Regions from separate parts of the Zea mays genome. Here all the other regions are linked to region 1. The links are chromatin contacts, called in public Hi-C maps. All regions are on one chromosome and are shown on one strand. Each heading gives the region's core, a stretch centred on a gene start, on an enhancer-like site or on the middle of the called end of the contact. The rest is flanking DNA. Distances are from core to core; before and after follow the strand shown. Region 1 holds the start of LOC100273017. Region 2 holds the start of LOC103647325 (serine/threonine protein phosphatase 2A 57 kDa regulatory subunit B' theta isoform). Region 3 holds the start of LOC100278146 (Protein SMG7).

What was found. A called contact is a pair of places that touch in the nucleus more often than the background predicts.
Region 2: a Hi-C map of endosperm shows a contact between it and region 1, with 7 times the contacts expected there. The contact joins the promoter of LOC103647325 here to the promoter of LOC100273017 in region 1. A contact is called at or near these places in 3 of 25 Hi-C or Micro-C datasets (bundle sheath, endosperm and an unstated tissue) and 1 of 3 datasets of contacts at active chromatin or transcription factors (leaf).
Region 3: a contact with region 1 is called in a Hi-C map of leaf, with 7 times the contacts expected there. The contact joins the promoter of LOC100278146 here to the promoter of LOC100273017 in region 1. A contact is called at or near these places in 3 of 25 Hi-C or Micro-C datasets (ear, leaf and tassel).

What each region holds. Positions count from the first base shown.
Region 1 is chr2:175,685,233-175,688,041 of Zm-B73-REFERENCE-NAM-5.0, reverse strand. LOC100273017 reads left to right here and starts at 1,430. Exons shown (of 12, transcript NM_001147467.1): 1 at 1,430-1,609; 2 at 2,029-2,091; 3 at 2,330-2,413. The coding sequence starts at 1,523.
Region 2 is chr2:175,975,374-175,978,344 of Zm-B73-REFERENCE-NAM-5.0, reverse strand. LOC103647325 (serine/threonine protein phosphatase 2A 57 kDa regulatory subunit B' theta isoform) reads right to left here and starts at 1,493. Exons shown (of 5, transcript XM_020548470.3): 1 at 1,141-1,493; 2 at 923-995; 3 at 1-713. The coding sequence starts at 483.
Region 3 is chr2:176,195,668-176,198,690 of Zm-B73-REFERENCE-NAM-5.0, reverse strand. LOC100278146 (Protein SMG7) reads right to left here and starts at 1,555. Exons shown (of 8, transcript XM_008671874.4): 1 at 1,261-1,555; 2 at 816-920; 3 at 1-437. The coding sequence starts at 893.

The sequences.
Region 1 (2,809 bases), core at 181-2,680:
GCTATAAATGTTTTTCTAGACTCAGTGAGCATACAGAGTGGACGGTGGGTTAAACACAAAAGACGTTTTAGTTGAAGTTGTACACAATTCAACATGAGTCATGTTGGCTAGAGGGTGGAAGGCTAGGCATTCTGCTCAATAGATCCAAGGTTCGATCCCTAGGCAGCCACGGTTTGATTTTTTTTCTGCACGCGGAAAACTGGTGTGCGGGATTGGACGACTGAGATTGTAGAACGGTAGAATGGACGGCTGAGATCGCAGAATGACAGAACACAAAAAGGCAGGCTACTATTGCTAACTTAACAAGTAGTAGAGAAAAATAATATTATAGAAATTGGAATGAACCCATTTGGATTTAATATGAAATTTTCATGAATTAAATGGGTTTCTGCAATTATTTTTAAAATAAAAATCAATTTCTAAACTCATTTTCCCTTTTTTTCTTTATTTCCTGGACTACGTCCCAAATTCTAGAAAGATCAGGGGCCAAGCTTTAAATGTTTTTCTAGACTCAGTGAGCATACAGAGTGGACGGTGGGTTAAACACAAAAGACGTTTTAGTTGAAGTTGTACACAATTCAACATGAGTTATGTTGGCTAGAGGGTGAATGCTAGGCATTCTGCTCAATAGATCCAAGGTTCGATCCCTAGGCAACCACGGTTTGATTTTTTTTTCTGCGCGCGGAAAACTGGTGTGCGGGATTGGACGGCTCGGAAAACTGGTGTGCGGGATTGGACGGCTGAGATTGTAGAACGGTAGAATGGACGACTGAGATCGCAGAATGGCAGAACACAAAAAGGCAGGCTACTATTGCTAACTTAATAAGTATAGTAGAGATATATATATAATTATAATTATTATAAAGGGCCTCTTTTATAAGTCTTGTCCTGCGCCTCCAAAATGTCAGGACCGGCACTGCTTCGAGGGCAAGCTAAGAGCATCTCCAACAACGTGACCTATAAAAATGCCTTATAATTTAAAAATAAGTAAATTTTATAGAATTTAGGGCACCAACAAAACACTCTGCTCCAACAGTAAAGCCTTAAATCTAGATTATAGGGCAGCCCACTACGGTGTAGTATATTTGAGGCACTTGAGATGGTGCCCTATAGTTTTTTGACAAAATTTGTTTAATTGAGGCACTGTTGGAGTGGTTTTTCCTGTGTAGAGCCCTATATTTCGATTTGAGGCATTAGTTTGAGGCATTATTGGAGATGCTCTAAGGAAGGCACCGCGTTCGGCCAAGTCAAGCGTTTTGCGATTTTTCTTGCGCTAGCATAGCATAGACGACGAATAGCCGCGACCGCGACGCGCAGTGCCGTCGGTTTCCTTTTTCCATTTCATCCCTCCCACTCCGTGGTCCGTGCGGCCTCCTCTGCCGGCCCGCAGCCCGCTCGGCAACCAGACGTCCAGACCTCTTTGGGCGACCGTGACTCGAGCCGTTGGAGATCCACACTTTCCTCCCTCCATCGTTTCTCGATCTCTCGACCGGGCGAGGGCGACGCCGCCCGCGCGCGCGCCATGGATGTGGAGTACGACGTGATCGTGCTGGGCACCGGGCTCAAGGAGTGCATCCTCAGCGGCCTCCTCTCTGTGGACCGCCTCAAGGTACGTTACGCTACTACGACGCCTCCATCGATCCCCTCCTCTCTCTCCCTCCGTCGTCGGCCACTTCTAATAAGATCGCGCCCTGGTGGTTATCCATTTTCCGTATGATTTTTTTTAAAACTGGCCGGGATCGAAAACTTCATTGAAATGCAAGCTCTCTTAATGAATAAAAACAAAAGGCGAGGTGACAATAATGAATCATTTTCGGCCTTTCCTCGTCACCAATTTACCGGGACAAGACACTAACACCGCCAAAATAAACTATGTCTTTCTTACTCATAAACAGTTCGGTCATCATCATAGTATTGATTGATCTGGTAAACATACATGTGACGCAGCTGGCAATATTTGCGGGCATTGTAATTATCACGGTGTCCTGACGAACGCATTAATTCGTAATTCTGCATGCATGTCATCAGGTGTTGCACATGGACAGGAATGACTACTACGGCGGAGACTCCACATCGCTCAATCTCAATCAGGTGACAATGCAAGGCTGATATGTCTGTTGGCGATATTTTGGAGTGCCTCGCCCCTCATTTCTCTGAGGTTGTGGGTAATGGCGATCCATGAGACTCGCCTGTATATATAGCAAGTTCCTGATGATAAACAATGCACATGGTTTTTTTGTCTATCTTGTTTATGAGGCGCTCTTTGGATTCTACCTGCTGTTCGTAATGATGTCCTAAACTATGCTGTAAATTAAACTGCTATTTGCAGCTCTGGAAACGGTTCAAGGGTGAAGAAACACCGCCTGCGCACATAGGAGCTAGCAGAGACTACAACGTTGATATGGTTCCAAAGGTCTGGTCTTTTCCATTTTAGTACTTTTTTTGTTTTTTGATTTCTTCAGGAAATCTACTTTCATTATTTTATTATCTGTACCAAAATATAATTCGTTTTAGACTAAATATATATTCATTAATTTACTTATGAACGTAGTTTGTATACATGTCTATATTCATCATCATTCATTTGAATGTTGACAGAAAAAAGAGGATAAAGAACTATATTTTGGAACGGAGAGAGTATATAGTATATTGGACTGAGATATCTAGGACCCAATTGCAATGATGACATGCAGTAATGCTTCTTGAGATTGGCTATAAACTTGGAACTTCTATCATAGTTATATGTGTAACTGTGGGATCTGTGATGCACTTCCATATATGTAATTATGTATTTAACCAGAACATGCTA
Region 2 (2,971 bases), core at 244-2,743, 290 kb before region 1:
CTTCTCCCTGGGTGGGGAAATTAGTGTCCTGAACAAGTTCACTGAAATCATTTTTGTGATTGCCTCCACAATGATCTCAGGGAACTTCGCGTTAGCAGTCCTAACATATTCATCTATCTCCAACAACATTAGCGTCTTTATCTCCTTCTCCTTTATGTTCTTTGCCGCATCCTCAAAGTCAAACAGAGTGCAGCACATGTTCAACTTTTTGATGAGCAGATTCTGTTTCTCTGTATTTGGCACATCCTTAAAGCTCGGCAACAGTCGGAAGTTGGAAGAGAACAAAGTATCATTTATCCTCGAGTCTTGGAACCCCGTACGGTTTCCATTCCCATAGATGTCCCCAGTACTAGACAGAATTGGCAGCTGGCCACTCAGGTCAGCAAATCCAGAACCTGACAGCAGCTGGTTGAACGTCCTCCCGCCACACTCCTTGCCTGCAGTTTTGGACGCCTTGCGCCGTCCAAATATCTGTTTCATCATACTACCCCACCCAGAACAGCTGACGCCACCCGAATCAATGCCGATAGGATTCAGATCCTCCACGGAACAAACAGCAAAAGTAGTGATCCTTGCTTCTTTTGCTGAAGCAGGAGCTACTACCACATACTAAACCCTAGCCCCCTCACTTGTGATCCATGGCATGCCCCCATCATCATACAAAGGAAAGCTTCAGTTATACAAGCTATCCTGACAAATCGAGACACTCCAACCTGCAGCAGCAGGAAATAGGAGTCAGCAAACAGGATGAACAACTCAGGCAGGCCAACACTAAGCAGGAATTATAGTACTACTACTGCAGGATATCGCAGGCAGGAGCAACCAAGGATGCTCATCGTCTACTACCCCTGTACTGTACACCCCCAAACGAATGTGAGGAACTAGGTGGAAAAGGCGCGCCGGGCGAAGACAGGAAGCCAACCTGAGGCGAAACCACGCGGCGCAGGTCCAGGAATCAGGATTGTGCGGGAGACCGACAGCGACCTCCCGTTCTTCTGTAAACCAAAGCAGAGAAACGCAACGGTCAACATGGACTGCGGGCGCCGGCCGGTGAACGGCGTCGAAGGAGAGGAGAGGAACCCCCTCCTCCCGCTCCACTGCGAGAACCGTCAGAACGGGGCCGGGAGAAGGCGGACGTACCTAGTACACGGCGGCGACGAGCTCGTCCTGCTGCGGCTGCGGGAGGTGGCGGGCGGGAGGAGGCGCAGCGACTCGATTGCGGTGAGAGGAAGGTGGCAGGAGACGGGACGGAAGCGGCGGGTGGAGGTGCAACGGGGCTCGGGAGCGGAGCGGGCCGCGGCGGCAGGAGGGAGAAGAACACGAGGAAGGAACGAAGGGGAGTTTCGTTGTTGGATCTCCTGCGCTCGGCTTCTACAGTACGATTATTTTAGTTTTGTTTCCGTTGCTGCCCCCCCTGCTTTTCTCTCAACCTCCCTCCCTCCCTCCGTCCAGAAGACGGCCATAGCAGAGCAGTTCTGTCCGGGAGCCAGGCCAGCGTGTCCTTTTCCGCTCTTTCCACGGTGTTTGTTTCGTCTCCATCCCTCCGTCTCTCTCTCTCTCTCTCTCTTCGGAGACACGGCAATGGCACACGCGTGACCTCAAAGCGCAGACAAGGCCACAAGGGCGTATGGCGCCATATGGGAAGGTCACGGCTTTGCGGTTAAACTGTCGTTGACTAATCTAGGAATTAGCGATGACCAAAAGTTTCTTTGTTTAAGTGGGTGTTTGGTTTCTAGGGACTAATTTTTAGTCCCTCAATTTTATTCTATTTTAGTCTATAAATTACTAAATATAGAAACTAAAACTTTATTTTAGTTTCCCTATTTAACAATTTATGAACTAAAATGGAATAAAGTGAAGGGACTAATGTTTAGTCTCTATAAACCAAACACCCCCTAAATCTATGTGGGAGGCGGCTAACATGGTGGGGTTGTATCACACTATGTATATTTTGGCATACAAGGGAGTGATCGGTTGGTGTGCCCTCGAGTATCGGACGTGTGTTGACCTATGCTATTAGGGAATCTCTCTCCCTAGCTTCTCCACACATGTAGGCGGGAGTTGAAAAAATCGCTGGTTGCACGCGTATGTGCGGGCTCACTTCATCCTATATAACCAACCTGCGGGCTCACTTCATCCTATATAACCAACCAATCACACGTGTGTTCAAAGTCAACGAATCAAACGAGCCTAGATACGGCCGACGTGTGTACTAATCACGCCCCAACTCTCCATTGTTCCATCATACCATGTTTCACTAGAATCCTTTTATCTCATACCCTCAATGTTGGTTTTTAGTTCAAGTTAAATCGAGTATGGTGTGACATGTTTAATTGCTTGCCATTAAGTGTTACATTAGTCATTTGTGACAAATATCAAAGCATTATTTTCTAGGCGATTGTACACTGCTCCAACCCTCTCTCATGCTCCTGCATGCCACTATTATATTTGTTCTATTGAAAATTATTACATTCTTTTTGTACACAACAGAAATGTGTCATATATATCTAGTACTTTACTATATGATCTACAATGCTCCACCACTCCATCCATATGATGATTGTACCGTGCTTCTAAAGATATGACCTACAATGTCTTCTGATAGGTGATCACACAACGCTCTAAGCTCTATTTATCTATATGCCCCCAACATAAAAATGGAGAATTTCTATGAGCTAAAATAATTTTCATGGACTTTTAGGTCAGCCCGCAAAAATGAACAATTTATATCGATCATAGCTTAACCAATGGAAACAAGGTAATTTATATCAACTTAAACCGCTCAACCGACGGAAATTACTATTTCCATCGTCTCTTCTCTCGACTGACGGATATTATGTATTCACCCCCGACCCAAGTTCTCGAGTACTTGTCTCCCTCTCCTCACACTCTCCTTGTTTAGCATGTGAGGAAATTAAGATTAGCACCCAAATATTCACTCTTTTTCTACGAATTGAGATAAGCATAAAAG
Region 3 (3,023 bases), core at 306-2,805, 510 kb before region 1:
ATCAAACCTTTCTTCAATTGAACTGTTTTCATGTCATCTCGCACAGAGTTGTTTGCATTGTCAAGGCTGTCTGGAAAGTAATTGAGTGGAAGGCCCCAATTTGATTTGATCTTTAACATCAAGTCATGATAGAAGCCAGTTGCTTCTGAAAGGAAGCTTTTGAAGGCTGATTTAATTCTCTTGACTCGATCTGGGTTAGTGTTGCTCTTCCCACTCTGAGATGCAAGTGAGCTAGCTGCACTAATGTTCCTCCTGAAGTCCTCAATTCTTTTGTAATGCAACTGCCATAGGAGATACTCTACATCTCTCTGTTCAGAGAGGTCGTGATCTATGAGAATTATCTTCTCAAAGTTGTCACGCATCTGAAGCCATATGTTGGGATCTGATGGGACTTTGGATTGTGCGGACTTACGAAGCTGGTCTTCAAGTTCATTATTCTGCATAATAACATTGCAATGTCACAACTTTATCATTATGCTTTGCGTAAACATGATTATCAATTGCATTTCCTTGCCACATGGGAGAACCCAGAATACTAGCAAAGCTTGACTTATATCTGATGAACAATTAGCTCAGGGTATTCTTCTTTCTTAAGCAATTTATCAAGTAAACGAATTAGCCTATGTAAAGACATATAAACTATCCCAACTGCTCCAGAATCCACAGTACCCGACGATTAACATAAAACAAGCAGCGCCAGGCATCCAAAAAAACGTGAAAAGGCCAGGGGCATAGCGGAAACTATGGATCAAAAACCCATAGTGTCGACCAGTAGTATAACATCCTAAGGAACAAGAGGAACTAATAGCCTTTACCCTAGTAAGGAGACGCTCGGCAAGGTCCCGCGTGGAGGATGGGGCTGCGCTAGCACTATCCATGGGAACAGTCATCATCCATCAACAGTACACGAGTTTCAGCACCTGCAGCCAAATTACGAGCCCATGAGTCACCGACGAAAAGCAAACATCGCGCCAGAAAAGTACCAATCCAATCTCGAAAGCGAGTATCCGAGTCCCGACCCGAGCAAACGAAACCCTAATCCCCCTCCTAGACGCGTAGAAGGATGAATCTACGCGCCCGGCTACGATCCCCGGCGACCAGCAACAAATCCGCGGATCTCCTCAAATCCCGGTCAACCCGAGGCGGGTGACCGCGAAATCTCGGCTCAAAATCCACGGTTCCGCACCGGGAAAACTCGCGATCGGGTCCAAGAGGAGGACGAATCCAAGGAAATCGCGAGTTCTGGGGAGGAATTCGTACCTGCGCGTTGCTTGCTATCGCGACGCGAGCGAGTGGGGAGGGGAATTTGGGGGCAGATGGCAGAGCGAGGGAAAGAGGAAGAGGAGGAGGAGGAGGAGGAGGCGATTTCCTTGTTTGTTTGTCGTCGTCGCCGTGTTGGGATTGGACTCCCTCGGCGACGGAGAAATTTAACTTTTTGTCATTATAAAAAAACATCAACTCTGATTATTACTTTTATGACTGTCTTTATAGAGAGGAGTTTGAACTAATGGTTGGCCATTTTTTTGCACGCCGCGCCCGTCACGCCGAAGCCCAATCAGCACGTAGACGTGAAATGACGACGCTGCCCCTCCTGGTTCTAGACCCCTAGGGATTACAATGCAAGATTGCATGGACAGTTCTGTGGACCGGGTTCATAGCTCATTGCTCGGCTGGCTGTTCGATTCGGCGTAGAATAGCCAGCTCCACGCACGCGCCACGCCCTCAGCCCGGCCAGCTTGTTACTCCATCTGCTACTTCACCAGAGCCCCAGGAAGAGTTGTTGTTGGACGTGGCACAGGAGCAGCCACAGTGGCGCCGAGTGGGCGTGTGTGTCGCGCCAACTGTAGAGTGAGCGGCCTAGAGTGGAAGTGAGCCCAGTAGCTGTGTGGCTGTGGCCGTGGGCCGTGTAGTTGTGTTTGTGCCTCTTGTGAGGGGTATAAAAAAATGAGAATACAATCCTGTCCTCCTACCTCCTCTTCCCTCTCTATCTTCCTCCTTCCCATTCTTCCTCCTTACTAGTTAGGTACCCGTGCGTTGCGACGGCTCATAAATTCTCACAAATTACAAATCTAAATGTCATAGCCCAATACATACATGTTAGGTGTGTTTATATGCCATGGAAAAATCATTTCTATTTTTGCACATTGTCTCAAAACTCTAAAAAGCTATAACAAAAGAACATATCATAGTGTTCATGAAAAAAGGACACGTTGCGGACGGTAAATAAATTTGTTCATTTTGAAGCTATAGAAAGATGCATTTATTTATCATTTTGAAGCTATAGAAAGATGCAAAGTACATGGTAAAAGCCATTCTATGTGAAGAATGTGAAGGTTTCGTGTACTTCGATCTGCATTTGGAGCAATGTATTTGCCACCATCTCTATCCAGATCAAATTACAGCGTGAACTCAGTGCAATCATTAATCTGGCAAGCAAGTATTAATAAACATGACAATATCAACAAAAAAGTAAGTGTTAATTTTTTTATTTAGACTGATTGTAATTACTGCACACATCAAGCGTCCCCTAAAGTACATGAACAATACAACTAATTGAACAAAGTGAAAGTTATAAGAACAAATCTTAATCGTGGTATCTCTCATATAATCGTATTCAGAGCGCTTCAGCTGGAGTTGCAAAAGATGGGGGAATCAAGGAAAAGAATGTCCTTCCTCGCATCCTGCGATATCAAGATTGAATCCAGTCATGAGATACCGTAAAAAATAAACTATAGAAAAAGGTTATCATAACTTACAAACTTCCTTCATCAGTCTGTAAAAAAAGAACAGGAAGTAAAGGAATATCACATGCACCCTACATGTTCACCATATGGCTATACCGTGCAATAATTTAGTTGTTTCCTATCTTAGTAAATGAATACATTGAAGCTCACAAATAACATAAATATCTTGATCAATAGACCAACTCTATTTGGTTTTCATCTTAACAAACAACAAGATGGTTTGTTACCTGCAGACCATGATTCTTTGTGTGATCCTTACCACCCCTAATTGCAAGACCT